Regions from separate parts of the Mus musculus genome. Here all the other regions are linked to region 1. Evidence: chromatin contacts called from public HiChIP or PLAC-seq data. All regions are on one chromosome and are shown on one strand. The core of a region is the stretch at or near the end of the contact, and the rest is flanking DNA. Distances in the headings are between cores, read along the strand shown. Region 1 holds the start of Etv3 (ets variant 3). Region 2 overlaps Prcc (papillary renal cell carcinoma (translocation-associated)). Region 3 has its middle 19 kb from the start of Kirrel. Region 4 holds the start of Ntrk1 (neurotrophic tyrosine kinase, receptor, type 1).

Evidence for each region. HiChIP or PLAC-seq counts read pairs in DNA pulled down with a chosen protein or histone mark.
Region 2: a contact with region 1 is called in an H3K4me3 HiChIP or PLAC-seq map of bone marrow-derived macrophages, with 2.2 times the contacts expected there. The contact joins the enhancer-like site here to the promoter of Etv3 in region 1. A contact is called at or near these places in 1 of 39 promoter capture datasets (embryonic stem cells), 1 of 484 Hi-C or Micro-C datasets (the G1E-ER4 cell line) and 4 of 115 datasets of contacts at active chromatin or transcription factors (bone marrow-derived macrophages, effector CD8 T cells, embryonic stem cells and 1 more).
Region 3: an H3K4me3 HiChIP or PLAC-seq map of embryonic stem cells shows a contact between it and region 1, with 5 times the contacts expected there. The contact joins the enhancer-like site here to the promoter of Etv3 in region 1. A contact is called at or near these places in 12 of 115 datasets of contacts at active chromatin or transcription factors (bone marrow-derived macrophages, embryonic forebrain, embryonic stem cells and 3 more).
Region 4: a contact with region 1 is called in an H3K27ac HiChIP or PLAC-seq map of embryonic stem cells, with 2.6 times the contacts expected there. The contact joins the promoter of Ntrk1 here to the promoter of Etv3 in region 1. A contact is called at or near these places in 1 of 39 promoter capture datasets (embryonic stem cells) and 4 of 115 datasets of contacts at active chromatin or transcription factors (effector CD8 T cells and embryonic stem cells).

The regions. Positions count from the first base shown.
Region 1 is chr3:87,524,169-87,527,697 of GRCm38.p6, forward strand. Etv3 (ets variant 3) reads left to right here and starts at 1,410. Exons shown (of 5, transcript NM_001083318.2): 1 at 1,410-1,491; 2 at 3,090-3,148. The coding sequence starts at 3,103.
Region 2 is chr3:87,858,588-87,861,700 of GRCm38.p6, forward strand. Prcc (papillary renal cell carcinoma (translocation-associated)) reads right to left here. Exons shown (of 7, transcript NM_033573.2): 6 at 1,559-1,624; 7 at 316-759. The coding sequence ends at 673. Among named protein-coding and RNA genes, the nearest start is that of Sh2d2a, 13 kb to the left of the region's middle. Within about 2 kb of position 1,449, at least 42 of the 459 cell types and tissues checked have an H3K27ac peak or open chromatin away from gene starts, as enhancers often do. A contact at or near this core is called in bone marrow-derived macrophages, where this site is marked.
Region 3 is chr3:87,192,162-87,195,682 of GRCm38.p6, forward strand. No RefSeq gene overlaps it. Among named protein-coding and RNA genes, the nearest start is that of Kirrel, 19 kb to the left of the region's middle. Within about 2 kb of position 1,765, at least 20 of the 459 cell types and tissues checked have an H3K27ac peak or open chromatin away from gene starts, as enhancers often do. A contact at or near this core is called in embryonic stem cells, where this site is marked.
Region 4 is chr3:87,793,680-87,797,135 of GRCm38.p6, forward strand. Ntrk1 (neurotrophic tyrosine kinase, receptor, type 1) reads right to left here and starts at 1,483. Exons shown (of 17, transcript NM_001033124.1): 1 at 1,254-1,483. The coding sequence starts at 1,465. It overlaps Insrr (insulin receptor-related receptor), which reads left to right and starts at 3,272. Exons shown (of 22, transcript NM_011832.2): 1 at 3,272-3,456.

The DNA of each region.
Region 1 (3,529 bases), core at 160-2,659:
TTATGTTCATTTCGCTCGGTGGTTCTCAGCCTTCCTAATGCTGTGACCCTTTAATACAGTTCCTCATGTTGTGGTGACCCCAACCATAAAATTATTTCCGTTCCTACTTCATAACTGTAATTTTGCTACTGTTATGAATTGCAATGTAAATAGGTTTAGACATAGGGGCTTACTAAAGGGGGTCAACCCACAGGTCGAGAACTGCTGATTCGGCTAAACCCTAGCATTTGTTCTGTAGACCCAAACATAGAAAATGGTGTTCTAGACTGGACAGAAGATGGAAACCATTATAAAGCAATTTCTATGCTCAGAGTGCTCATATTTCTAATCCTCTCAATGGTATTTAAATTTTGTTCATTTTACTGACTTTCAAACTAGAAGGGGCGGGAAAACTAGACCTCACCAACACTAGTCCTTCCTTTTTAAGCAGGTAAGGTAACCTTAGGCCATACTGAGTACTGAACTTATCTCAAGACCTCAAGAACTATCAATTATTAGTCTTGCATTGTGACACATATCTTTAATCCCAACAAGTGTGAGGCAGAGGCAGGCAGATCTCTGTGAGTTCGAGGCCAACCTGGGTCTCTACATAGTGCTTTCTAGGGCAGTCAGAGATACATTGTCAAGACCTCTGGCAAAACAAACAAAACAGTAGTAGAAGCCAGAAGGCCAGTTGTGGTAGTATATACCTATAATCCTACACACACAAGTACAGCATGAGATAATTACAAATTCATTGGCCAGTCTGGGAAGGGAGGTGCTAATAGGCATATCCAAAGCTAGAAGCCAACCTTTGATACAAATCATGGTAAGACTTCCATGTTCTGTGTCGTTCCCAGGAGGGAAAGGTTGTGATTGCATAAAGTTGTTGCTACGCACTCGTGCACTCGATGAAGACTTCAATTCTGCCTCTCATCTTCGCCTTCCCCCACTTTTCACCACTTTTCACTCTCATCCACTTAACCTTTACTGGTCCCAACACTGCCTCTGGAGGGAAACTAGGGCTGGGAACCATTTGGAATTACGGAAGCTGATTTCACATCCCTTATCACTAACTCTTGAACAAAATTTGTCTGGGACAAAATTGTAATTGCTTAATCGGGAACAAAAGGCAAAGGGAAAGGGAGGGGGGAGCGGTGTTTGAATGGCAAAGTCGTGCACGCTGTAACACTTGGACGAGGCAGATCAGGACTAAAAATGGAACAGTGCAAGGCAAGGCCAACTTCGCACGTGCCTCTGAAGCTCCTGTGCTCCTGTCAGCGCGGAAGAGCCTTCCTTCTGCAGAGGGTTCCAGCCCCGCGGCCTCCGAGCCACGGAGGGGCACCGGTACCTTCTGGGCGGAAGCCGTGCCGCTCACGACACCGCCCCCTCCCACCCTGGCCCAGAGTGGAAGTGACGAAAGCCGCCGCGGAGTCACTTCCTTCTGGGTGGATGAGGAGGAGCCCGAGCTGCCGCGGAGGAGCCCGAGTGGAGACGGACGGCGCCGGAGAGGTGAGACTGGTGGCGTCGGCGGTCGCGGCCCGCGCGGGCAGGACGGAAGGGACGCGGATGAGGGCGGCCGTGGAAGCCGCTGCGGACCAGCGGGAGCGGCGAGCCCCGCCGCAGGCCGGGAGGGTGACCGAGCGCCCTGGGGGAGTCGCGAACACCTGCAGACGCGCCTGCGGGCTCCGAGGGGCTGGATGGGCACATCGGGGGCCGGAGGATCGAGGAGAGGGTGCCCGGCTCGGGCGTCGGCCAGCGCGAGCCCACGGACACCAGGCTGAAGGGTGTTCTGGAGCAGGGAAAGGGCCCTGCGATCCGACAGCGCAGGGTAGGAGTTAGTCCCGGACAGTGTCCCAGAGCCTTGGAGAAATCGGTGTCTCTTCAACCCCATCATCACGGAAATGGGAGAGGAAGCTCTGCCCAGCCCTGGTGCCTTGTTACTTGTGTATATCCTGTGTGTGCCACTGTCTGTCTGTTGCCTCTTTCCTTGAGCCATTTGTCAGCTCCTGGATCCCGAGGGTTGTCATGGACTGAAACTTACTGTTCTCCTTAGTGTATTTGTCGTCAACGAAAATGCAGAACACCTAGAGGAATTCTAGGTTAGATGAAATTTCCAAGATTAGGAATTTGTCCCACCCCACCCTGGGGCCTCTGAAGCACCTGCAGTTGCTCCAGACCTGCTCTGGTTGGTGCCGGGGGCTGTCCACCCTGCAGGGTAATGAGAGTAAGTCAGGTCTCTCCTCCTCCGTCATTCCCGGTCAGTTTCACCCTCTCCTCCTATTCGCTGAAGGACTGACACAAAGCTGTCTGCTGCTGGGAACGGGAAATTTATTGAGGAACTATAAATCTGCATGGAATGAATTCAGATCCTAGCAAGATGCCTTCCTCCACCGGCCAGGCGATCTGAAGTACCTACTTTACCCTTTTTATTTCCCTGTTAAGTAGATGGCATAACATTTTTTTTCACAAAATTTTAGGAAAGTGACATGTTTCTTGTATGGAGTGGCTGTACACAGGACATGTTTACTTTCTGTATCTCAGAATACTGTTGGAAGGTGAGCCCAGTTTCTGACTGGAAGATGTCCTTCTCACACAATTCAAGAAATACGTAGGATCGGATGTTCCTTTTTGAATAGGGGATTTGGATTTTTTTTTTTCTCCCACTTCTTAAGTTGGTGTGTCTGGGTGAATTCAGGCTTGTGTATCTTGGCATCTGGGCTTGTCTACCAACAGAAAACAAACTGTGTGGCTTGCTTTTGCTGCCGTTTTGGACTTCTTTCACTGTTCCCTTCCCTCTCTTATGTCGGAGGGTCGGTTGGTCACAAGGAAGAAAGCAGATATTAAGGACAGTGTTTACACTTTGCGGCTAAGGTCAGGTGAGAGATAATTATGGCTTTTGAGGTGGATGACCCAAGGACCATCATTTGAGGACATGAGGATTACTAGTTTAGAGGTGACATGTTTGAAAGGTTAAAGAAGGCTTTGAAACGAAGTAAAGGCAACAAGAAGGATGTTGGGGGGGGGGAACTGTGACCCTCCCCCCCAAAAAAGCCTTAATTAGATAATTCATAACATCTCAAAATAGTAGTGTGACTTGTCTCTCTCAGCAGGAGGGCGAAAATGAAAGCAGGCTGTAGCATCGTGGAAAAGCCAGAAGGAGGTGGAGGTGAGCAGAAGTTCGTCATCGTCGCTGATAGATCTGGAATGTCCCTTGGTGCTTCCTGTTCTCCCTACTTGGGCTTAGTTGACAAATGCTAGACCACGACCGAAGGTCTCACAGCTGTCTAGATCTTGGTAGAGTGGCTGTAGGCCTGTTTCCTATGAATAAGCATATAGCTTTCGCACCCTACACACGTTTACTGCACGTTTTCGTGTCTGGGGATAAGGTGCCTTCTGCCATATGTCCCTAAAACATTAGTTTATCTTTCTTCTTTGTTCCTTTTTGACCTATCGTGTCAAATAGGTAATCTACATGGAAAGGTCACGAATTAGGGTATATAGGCACTGCTGCCCAACTTGTGTTAGATATCAGTGATTGCCACAAGTA
Region 2 (3,113 bases), core at 199-2,698, 330 kb after region 1:
TCTACTGTTTTTTTTTTCTTTGTGTTTTAAAGGTAGGGTCTTGTAACTCAGGCTGGCCTTGAACTCCTGAATGCTAAAATCACAGGCATACCGCACCACACCCACACTGACAAGTCCATCTTGAGACACCGAGGCCAGCAATACTCTGTACTTGGGATCACACACCTGATACCATCCTGTCCCAGGTAAGACACCAACAGGTCCTGGGTGGTCAGAGGATAACGTGGGCAAAGGGGGAAGCAAAGCACGGAGAAGCCCCTGGGGTGCGTGGCAGGGCCCTCTGCACAAGCTCAACTCTGAGATCCAGACACCTTGTAGGCAGCATCTGTCACACTCAATGTTTTATTTCAACAGACATCCCTGTTTAAAAAAAAAAAAAAAAAAAAATGGTGGGAGAGTTCACCATTTCATCACTCCCTGCTGCAAGGAGCACAACTCCCAACCAAGGCCGTAGATCCTCGGGGCAGCGCTCCAGTCTTTCCAGCCCAGCACAGAAAGGAGCTGCATTTTTTAACTTGTTAAGAAAAATCTATCAAATATGTTCCTTCTCCAGAGCTAAGGGCTGAGTCCTCAGGGTAGAGGTCCTGGACTTAGAGCAGCTGGGGTCCTGGAGGTGATGCTGGGGCTGGGCCTCTGTGCCAACGGAGATCCTGGGCCATCAGTCCCTGGGCCCTAGAATCCATATTTGGCTTGGGTCTGCCGGCGACTGAGCTTGTTTTCTGACCAGGTGTTCTTCAGCTCCAGCTCCCGCTCCTTAGCCTATAACACAAAGGAGGGGTTGGGAGAGTCACAGTGGGCACACTGACTAGGGATCACACCCACAGCCTTTGGACACACTAAGCTCACACTGTACCACTGGACATCCCAGACCCAGATTGTTTTGTTTTGTTTTTTTTAAATAAAACAGATAAAGTTGCTATTGAAAAAGCCTTCTGGGGACTCAGTGAGTAGAGGTGGCAGCCACCAAGCCTGATATAGCTGAGTTCAACCCCTGGGACCTGCATGGTGAACAGAAACAACAACAACAAAAACAGTGAAATTTTCCTGACCGCTATACTCACATTGTGGTACACATCTATGTAAATACAGACACACAAACAATAAATAAAATGTACTAATCAACTTCAATAAAAAGGATGGGGCTCAGATGGTAGAGTTCTTCCAGGAAGCACTCAGTTCTATCCCTAGCACCTTGGAAACCAGAGAGACACATGCCCATAACATGCCATAAATCTCAGCACTCAAGGGGCAGACCCAAGGGAATCAGAAGCTCAAAGTCATCCTAGGCTGGAATGCTTGAAACCCTGCCTCAAAAAACCCCAAAAGAACCCTATAATACACTACCCTCTTACATAACATGATTTCACTAAATACCGGAACTAGACTCCTGTGAACCAGAGGCAGGGGGGAATGATATTAAGAACACAGCCTCCCCCTAGTGGCCACATGGAGAACAAGAGAGTATGCCTACCAAAAGGGTGGTGCCTGGCTCCGGCTGTATTAACTTCCCTCCCATCCCCAAGTTTAATGGAATGCTGTGAGCCCTGAGCATCCTCACCTGATGAATCAGATATGTGATCTGGTGTTTCCTCCGCTGCTGGCCAGTTGGCTGTTCACCTTTCTTCTACAAGAGAAAGTAAAAAGAAAAACAAAAAGCAGTCCTTAATTCACAGATGGAAAGACATAAATCTCTCATATGCCTAGACAGTATAAAGCTGACAAACTAAAGCATTAGACATACAGCCCAAATCTTTAGGGAGAACAAGGGAACTTGGAGCTGCTTTTGTGTCTGTATACTTATAAAGCTAACATTTTATTAGAGCCATTATGAAAAACAAATCTAAAATGAGAATGCTTGCTAGAAGCAGCCCATTAATCCCCAACAGGCTGGCTACTCTTTGAAGTCAGGGCAGGAGTCACTGTCTCTTTGATAACCCCACTCTCCCTCAAGCCCGCCTGTGGACACTAGCTTGTAGTGAGTCTAGGACAGCTTTTATACCACAGGCATGTGATCTGCTGACCTCTCTTCAGACTTTCTATCCATCTGCCTCTTAAACCTTCTTCATTTCTGTCCTCTTCTCTCCAGCCTGGGCAAATGTCTGGTCTGGCTCCTACCTACCACTTACTAAACCCTCATCCATCCATCATCTTTGACCGAATCTGTACTGTCCTATCCTATGACATGTCAACCACTTCCCTGGGACAACAAAGTTCACAAGCTCCTTCTTCCTCGATCTATCTTCCAACCTCCATCAGTAACTACATTCAACTCCAAACCACAGGTTGATGCGAACGATTTACTGTCAAGATCTATACTGGTCTGAGCTTTCACTGTGTGGTTTTTCTGTCCTCTGCCCGAGCTGTCTCGGGCTAGAAGCTTTCTCGCCAGCCCCACCCAACTCTCAGAACTCCTCCCCAGAGTCTCCTCAGCACTTATGTAATCAATTTGCACTGTAATCATTTACACTCAAGTGTCCTTAAATCTCATCCCAACTCTGCTGTCAACTTCTTGGGGAGAGAGGGGACTCTATCCTTTCTTCTCTTAAAAAGCAAGCTCAACAAAATGAAATGGGACAACACCCTGAAGCTGGGAAAAGACCAGATTCTAACACTGCTACTCAATGCATTACAACTGTAATTGTAACGTTACAACTGAAGGTGATACACACGGACGTTCATGCCTCCCACAGTAAGCACACACCAGCAGCTGCCTGTGATGATGCCTCTCAAGCCCAACCTAGCAAAGCCCTTTCTCCTAAGTGGTTTTTCCAGTAAACAATGATAGATCTATGCTGCTCTAACCACAATTCTTTGCTCTATCCTGTATGACCGCCAACATTCAGTTAAAATAAATGATGGGGGTCTGGAAGGCCATCTGTGACCATAGAACAAAGAAAAACCAAATTGGTGGTGGTGGGGTGTCATAAAATCCTCGACCTTGGTGTTGCTGGCATGCAGCTCATATCCAGCTACCCCACCCATGGCAAGCTCATAAGTATCCATACTATTCAGTTGCTAAGTGAAGATACTTTCAGCATACTGACTGAAGAAAATGAGCACAGGGACGGCCCTTAGTGTGGGAAACAAGAACAACCAGAGACAGAGGTTAGCTA
Region 3 (3,521 bases), core at 515-3,014, 330 kb before region 1:
CTTCCAAAGGTTATAAAAGCAAGCAAAGCTACTGGGTTGAGGAGCCTCACCACGGCCAGGCTGCCTGCAAGCCGTGCAGAATGCTCCAAGGGCACTGCTTTGGTGCATCATCACTCATAGCTGGGGAGGGGCAGGCCTTTCCAGTGGTCCTGCTGTTTCTGAGTGGCCCACCGGGAGGTTCTTGTCAATAACCCCAGTAAACTCACTGGCTCACTTAGCTACACTTGGCTTAAATTGTTTCATTGGTTTGTAGTGGGTGTATTGATGGCTGAAGAGGCTTCTATTAATGTCTCTCCAGGAAGTTACACAGTATCATCAGGGACCTTTGGTCAAGAATGCACCTCCCTACACACAGGCACTCCCGCCCACATCCACCATACCCCAACTCCTACACACAGGCATGAGCACAAGCAAGCATGCTTGCACACGCACCTTCTTGTCCAAACCAGACTTTTGCTAGTCTGTTCCTAACTCCTCCTACCTCTTCACACCTGACCTCCAAATCCTGCTCACCTACTTCCATCCACCTCAGCTGAAACCACTGTCAACTGCTTCCATTTATCCATATGGGACCTCTCCCTTGGCTTACCCCTTCTGACAGACTCTTTTCTCTGTAACTAGAGCCCTCCACTGCCTAGAATTTGCCAGTGATCTCTACTCCCCTTTCAGTTAGGCACAGAATCTGTCCCCAGCTCCCAGAGCCTGCCTGGGGTGGATCTGCCTTCTCCCCAGCCTCACGGATCCTCACAGTCATCCTGTCCACCAGGTTTCTTCTGAGTGCTCCCTTCTCTGCAACGTTCTGCACCAGGGCCATACCCCAATCAGTCTTGCTCATTCTTCAGACCTTCAGAATCCTTTCTAACACCTCCAGACAAGTGACTCTCTCCCTATTTGCCATCAAATCCCCGCCATTCCTACCAGTAGCATCAGTCACACTTGTAATTAGGTATGTCCTGTCTGTTTTCTCTGCTGGTTAGTATGCCTTGAATAGACGTGGCGTCTGCTGCCACTAGAACCCAGCACCTGGAACTTGAAGGAAATGGAGATATTTCTGTTCCATGTTGCTTCAAGTGTCTCCTGCTATGCTTAGAGAGCTGGGCTCCATTGTGCAGGGTACCAAGCCAGAGACTTAGTCCTTAGATTAGAAGGGGAACTTCCCCATTCGGCAGACATTTGTTAAACATCAAGAAATTACTCTTCCCGGGGGCTGGAACAGAGGAGCAGAAATGGCATATACGTTTATCTTCTGTTGTTCAGAATATGTGTGGGAGACACATATTACCCACACTGCTAGAGAAAAGAATCCAGGGAGCGGTGAGTGAAGTGATAAATACAGCTGAGTGCACGATCACATACCTGAGCACAGAGCAGCAATTTACAGCCCTGTCACTTGGCCCTGCGGGAATTTACAGTGCTGTAACTCAAGAGTATTTCTACACGGCCCACTAACAAACACCCACTTCAGCCCCAGTTCAGAGGTGACTGTAGTTGCTGCTCTTAGATTCTTTTCTTTCCTTTTTGGAGATTATAAGATAATTATGTTATTCTTCCCTTCCCTTCTTTCCCTCCTTCCAAATCCTCCCACATATCCCTCTTTGCTCTCTTTCAAATCCACAGCCTCTTTTTTTCTATTAATTGTTGAATACACACACACACACACACACACACACACACACACACACACACACACATTGCCTGGGTGTGTTTTCAGGTCTGATCATTTGAATAGCAATAGGCATGCTGAAGAGGACTGGGTGGGGTGGGAGGAAGCAGCCCTGGAGGCCTATCCTCTACACAAAGAACCACACCACTAAGGAATGCTTGGGGAAGGAGAAGCAGCCTCCCTTCCTCTTTTGATAAGGAGGAAGGCTGGGCCAGGTGGGGTTAAGATATTTACCAGGTCTGGGAGGGAGAGGAGATATCATTATCACTCAGAATCCTTTCGCTGTTCAGGTGAACTATGAACACAGACTTCAGCACTACCTTAGTTTTGTGGGCAGCTTTGTTAACATAACAAGAAGCCCCCATTCTCTATCCCCTTAGCGTCAGCCTGAGTCCCACAGCCCTGCTTCTGCCCCAGGCTTCAGCCTTTTGCTCCCTTGCTTTCCATTCTATGTAGGTGGGGCTTTTGGTTTTTTGTTGTTTCCCACTAGAGCCCCTAATCAAAATGTATCCTTTAGCTTGTAAAGTGGTACACACATTCAACCACAACCCTTGGGAGACAGGCACAGAAGGATCACTACAAGTTCAAAGCCACCCTAGACTACATGGCAAGATTTTGTTTTAACAGCAACACAGCCAAAGCCAACCCAACCCCTGCTTTCTGCAAGGCCCAGCCCAGGGGCAATGTTCTCCTCTGATGGGACAAAGTACCCTTCCCAATGCATTGGCTGTCCTTGTCACTGTTTGTTGCTGCAGGAGACACCATGACCATGGATCTCTAAGAAAGGAAAACATTTATTTGGAGGCTTGTTTACAGTTTCAGAGGTGAGTCCATTATCGTGGTGGGGAGCATGGTGGCACACAAGCAAGGTGCTGGAGCAGTAGCTGAGAGCAACATCCTATCCTGACCAACAGGCAGTAGAGATGCTTGGGGACTTTTGAAACCTCAAAACCCACACCCAGTGACTTACTTCCTCCAACAAAGCCACACCTCCTTATCCTTTCAAATGGTGCCACTCCCTGGTGACCAAGCATTCAAATCTATGGTGAATATGGGGGCCATTCTCATTCAAACCACTGCTCTTGTACTGCCTTACTTCAAGGCCACCTGTTTAGTATTATAGTTACTTATGTGTGTTTCATCGCCCTCTCAAAATTTCTTCATACATTTGAATGGACCCTTTGGAGTCTGGCATTTGAAAGAATCTCAGGGAATTATTTCAGTGAAATATTGCTACCCGTCTATTCGTGACTCTCTCCCCCTTGAGCCCCCACAACTGTCTGGTATTGTGGTAGGCAACACAGAGGTCTCTGTAATTACAATGACCAAGGAGCACACCTCTCCATTTCTGTATATGGGAGCTGAGACAGAAGCTTCCCAAAGGGACACATCAAGTAGATGTGACTGCTGGATTCTGGCACTACTGTTCCCCTTCTACTCCTGAATTCCACGAGCCGTGTGTTTGAGAGCCTGGGTTCTATCCAGCATCTTAGGTGTTTTGTTCTCTTCTCAACTAACCAGAAGCTGCTTTGTCAATAGCTGTCACAGCTGTTTGTCAGGGTATGACTTGAGCAGGTAGCTCAAGCAGTGGGGTCCTTATAGCTTAGGAAGCTGATCAGAAAGTCACTTCTAGGAAAACTGGCAGCCCCAGACTCTGCTATCCTGAGCCTTCCTTTCCCTGATGGAAGTAGGGAAGAGCACCTGCTAGCGCACCCAGCGCTATCCCCTTGGCTCTTGAGCCCTCTGCCCTAGATCTTTCCTGATGGTTTTTCCCATCACCTCTGCTCTGGATCGAGAGAGAGACACCAAGGTGAAAGGAGATGCTCATTCTCACCCACAGGTCACAGAATGCTCACCT
Region 4 (3,456 bases), core at 233-2,732, 270 kb after region 1:
GGAGGAGTTGGGAGGATCAGGCCCCACCCAGGGGGGTGAACATTTCAGCTCACCACCCTGCCAGCCTCTTCCTCAATAATCTAGGCTTGCCCACTACCCCTGTCCCTGGGCTGGACTCCCTTGGAGTCTTGAAAGGCTCTGAAGAACGAGAACATTGATGGAAACAATCAGGAGGCTGGACTCTGGTTTGAATGGACAGGCCGGGGAGTAACCATCTAGACTTCAAACCCCATCCCATCCTGCAGGAGCCTAGACCCAGACCAAGACAAGGCCATCTCCTCTCTTCTTGGTCTCCCTAGGGCCATTAGAAAGAGATTGAGTACCTCCGTTAATTACCACAAGATGCCCGAGTAACTCGGTGCCAATCACTGCAGGCTGCTAGCTCCACCAGCGTGCAGAATACTCAAGTATTTTCCAGCCATCACTGTGTGATGCGGAGTTCCTTCAGGTCAATTATACTCTCAAAGGTCTCACTAGCTGCTACAAAGTACTTGAGTATTTTGTAACCGATTATTGCACATTGTCTAAGTACTGCAGAGCTGAAGGTTCCTCCCAGCTCTGGACCTGGAAAATGGGAAAATCACTCAGCAACAGCCCTGACTCCCTGATACAAGAAGGGAGACAAAGGTGAAAGGAGAGATGGGTGAGCAGAGAGAGAAGCAAAGGGGTTTCGTTCCCTGCTTCCCGCATCCAAATCAAGGAGACTTGTGGTCAGTGGAAAGGAAAAAAGAGCTCAGACACCAAGCTGGTTCCTCACCATCTCCCACCAACTCCAGCTCAATCACAAATCCAGAGAAGAGCTGGATTCCCTGCATGACAAGGAAGAGGTTGGGGGCTGGCTTCCCCCTAAGTAAAAGAAGATAGCAAAGGTGCCACACTGCCAAATTCTGCACAGCTAACCACTCCTCCATGGGCTTAGGAACTTGGGCTCTTGATTGAACCCCACAAAAAGGTTCTTATCCTAGATCGCTGGACCAATGCCTAATCCACCTAGTTTCGGTCTTGCTCTACCCCAAACCAGCACCACAGTTAGCTACCCTTAATCCTGAGCGACATCCAGACAGTGACTGCGCGGCTCTGCCAGGGTGGTGGCAGCGGGAGAAGCCGCCGCAGCACAGCCAAAGGCTACACGTGCCAGTCTCCTACAGCAGCCAAGCCTGACCCCTCAAGCCAGAGGTGAATGAGTGCGCGCCCTCGGGGAAGGGCTGTGCCCTCCTGACCCCGCACCCCTCCCCCGAACGACACACACTCACAGCTCCGTCAGGTTCCCGGCGCCCCGCAGGCCGCGGAGGGTATCCAGGGACCCTGCCCTGGTGCAGCGCAGCCCCGAGGGGCCCACGGGACAGCAGACCTCGCGACAGGATGCGGCGGAGGCACAGGCCAGCATCAACGAAGTCATCAGACTGCCTAGCCCCGCGGCCGGGCGATGCCAGCCCAGCTGCCCGAGCCGCTGGCCTCGCAGCATCGCGGCGGCGCCCGCCTTGCTCGGGCCGCGCAGCCGTCCGTGCGCTCCTAGCTGCCGCCGCCCGGCCTCGCGCGACACGTGCGCGGGGCGGTGTTAAAGACTAGCCACCAGGAGAGGGCGGCACCCACGGCCCCGCCCCGCCCCGCCTGCCAATGCCCCCAGTGCCCCCTCCCCTTTTGAGGCCCTAATGCCAGCTCGCCTTCCTAATGTCCCTCGCGGCTGCAGGAGACCTGGGGCGGGGGGCTGCCATAGATTGCCTCACAAGTGTCTTCTGAGGCTGGGGGAGCTAGGAAGCTGATACCTTATTTCTCACAGTAAAACAGCTGCATTTTCAGATTTGCGGGGAAGTGGAGAAATTGAGCAAGGGAAGGGTTGAAGTCCAGGTCATCCCAGCCAGCCTCACGGTGCACTTTACTTAAGAGGGTGTGCATGTCACTTGGAATAAGTTAGGTGAACGCTCTCCAGACCCTAGTAAGGAAAGGGAGAGGGCCTCAGCATGGCTGGATGCAGAACCTGGGGAGAAAAATAGTGGGAGAGAAGAGTCCTTAGAACACAATTGGAGGAAGATTGGAAAGTGGAGACCTCTCGGTCCTCAAAAGACCACAGGGTGGCGCTAGAAGCCCTCGCGCCCGGCGTTTGCGCTCGGCCTGGGGCTTCGAGGGCGGAGAAGAGCAGTTCTGAGCCTTTCTAAGCTGTGCCTCTGGTCTTAGGGTCAGTTCCCAATCCTAACCATCCATCTGGGGCCCCAGAGCCGAGCCATGGCCAGGCAGACCAAGCTTGGCATCGATCGCCGTCCTGACAAGAGCATCGATTTCTGTGCGGAGAAATTAATAGATCTCTTAGTTCTTCGGACGTGGGAGCTGGGAACCATCGGCTCACGGTATTTGTGAACCTGGGAAGTCTCAGGCCCAGCATCCAGGCCACTAAATGGCAAGTCTTGCGCAATGGCCTTCTTGACTGCACGTATAAGTGTCGCGTTTAAGAGATCATCCCATCATGAATTGTCCTCCAAGTGGCCCCGAATAAGTACATATATAGAGACCCACTAAGCATCCTGAGTTCTTAAAAGTAACCAAATGGAGCCAGGCAGTGGTGGCACACGCCTTTAATCCCAGCACATGGGAGGCAGAGGCAGGCAGATTTCTGAGTTCGAGGCCAGCCTGGTCTACTTCCAGGACAGCCAGGGCTACACAAAGGAACCCTGTCTCGAAAAACCAAAAAAAAAAAAAGTAACCAAATGAAGGAGGAATCTCACAGAGAGAAGAACGACTCGTCTCCTAGGGATTTGAGCCAAAACCAAGGGATTTGACGGGGACATACCCCGCGCCAAGGAAGTATGTTCAAAGTAGCCTCGGGAGGCTGGGAAGGGCTGTGAGAGGCGAAGTGGTGAGGTCGAAGTGGTGAGGTCTTCAGGTTTCACCAGTGGAGTCCGACCTGTCCAGGCTGCGGGAAGTTACCCCGCAGATGTCAAAACACCTGTTGGACTCCAGAACTCCCCTGCAAATCAAGCCAGGGAGCCCAGCCGCTCCCTCCAGATCTGCAGCGAGCGGGTTGGGGGGGTGGGGATGGGGGAGAGAGGGAAACTGAGACAGAGAGAGGGGTTCCAGAGCTCAGTTCTTGGCCCCCAACCTTATTTCCCCAACACATCTGTCCCCCACCTCCCTCAGTTGACAGGCTAAATATTTTCCCTTGACTTGGTGGGAGGGGCGGAGAGAACAGAGAAGTCGGCGGGCGGCGGCGTAAACCAATCCGTTTCTGGAAAGGGCGGGAGCTGGGCGAGGTCCCTGCCTTTCTGCCCCACCAGCCGCGGCCGGTCGACCGAGAGTGGAAGTCTGCATGTCCAGGAGGTCCGCGGAGTGTCTCGGGGTGGAGTGCTGCGGGTGTCTCGGGACCCCGCTGCCGCCCCTTGGGGCACTCCCGGGGCTCACCGGGGGCTTCCACTCTGCCTCCCCTCAGGACTGCCTGGACTGTCTGGATCTTTGTGTTCTGAA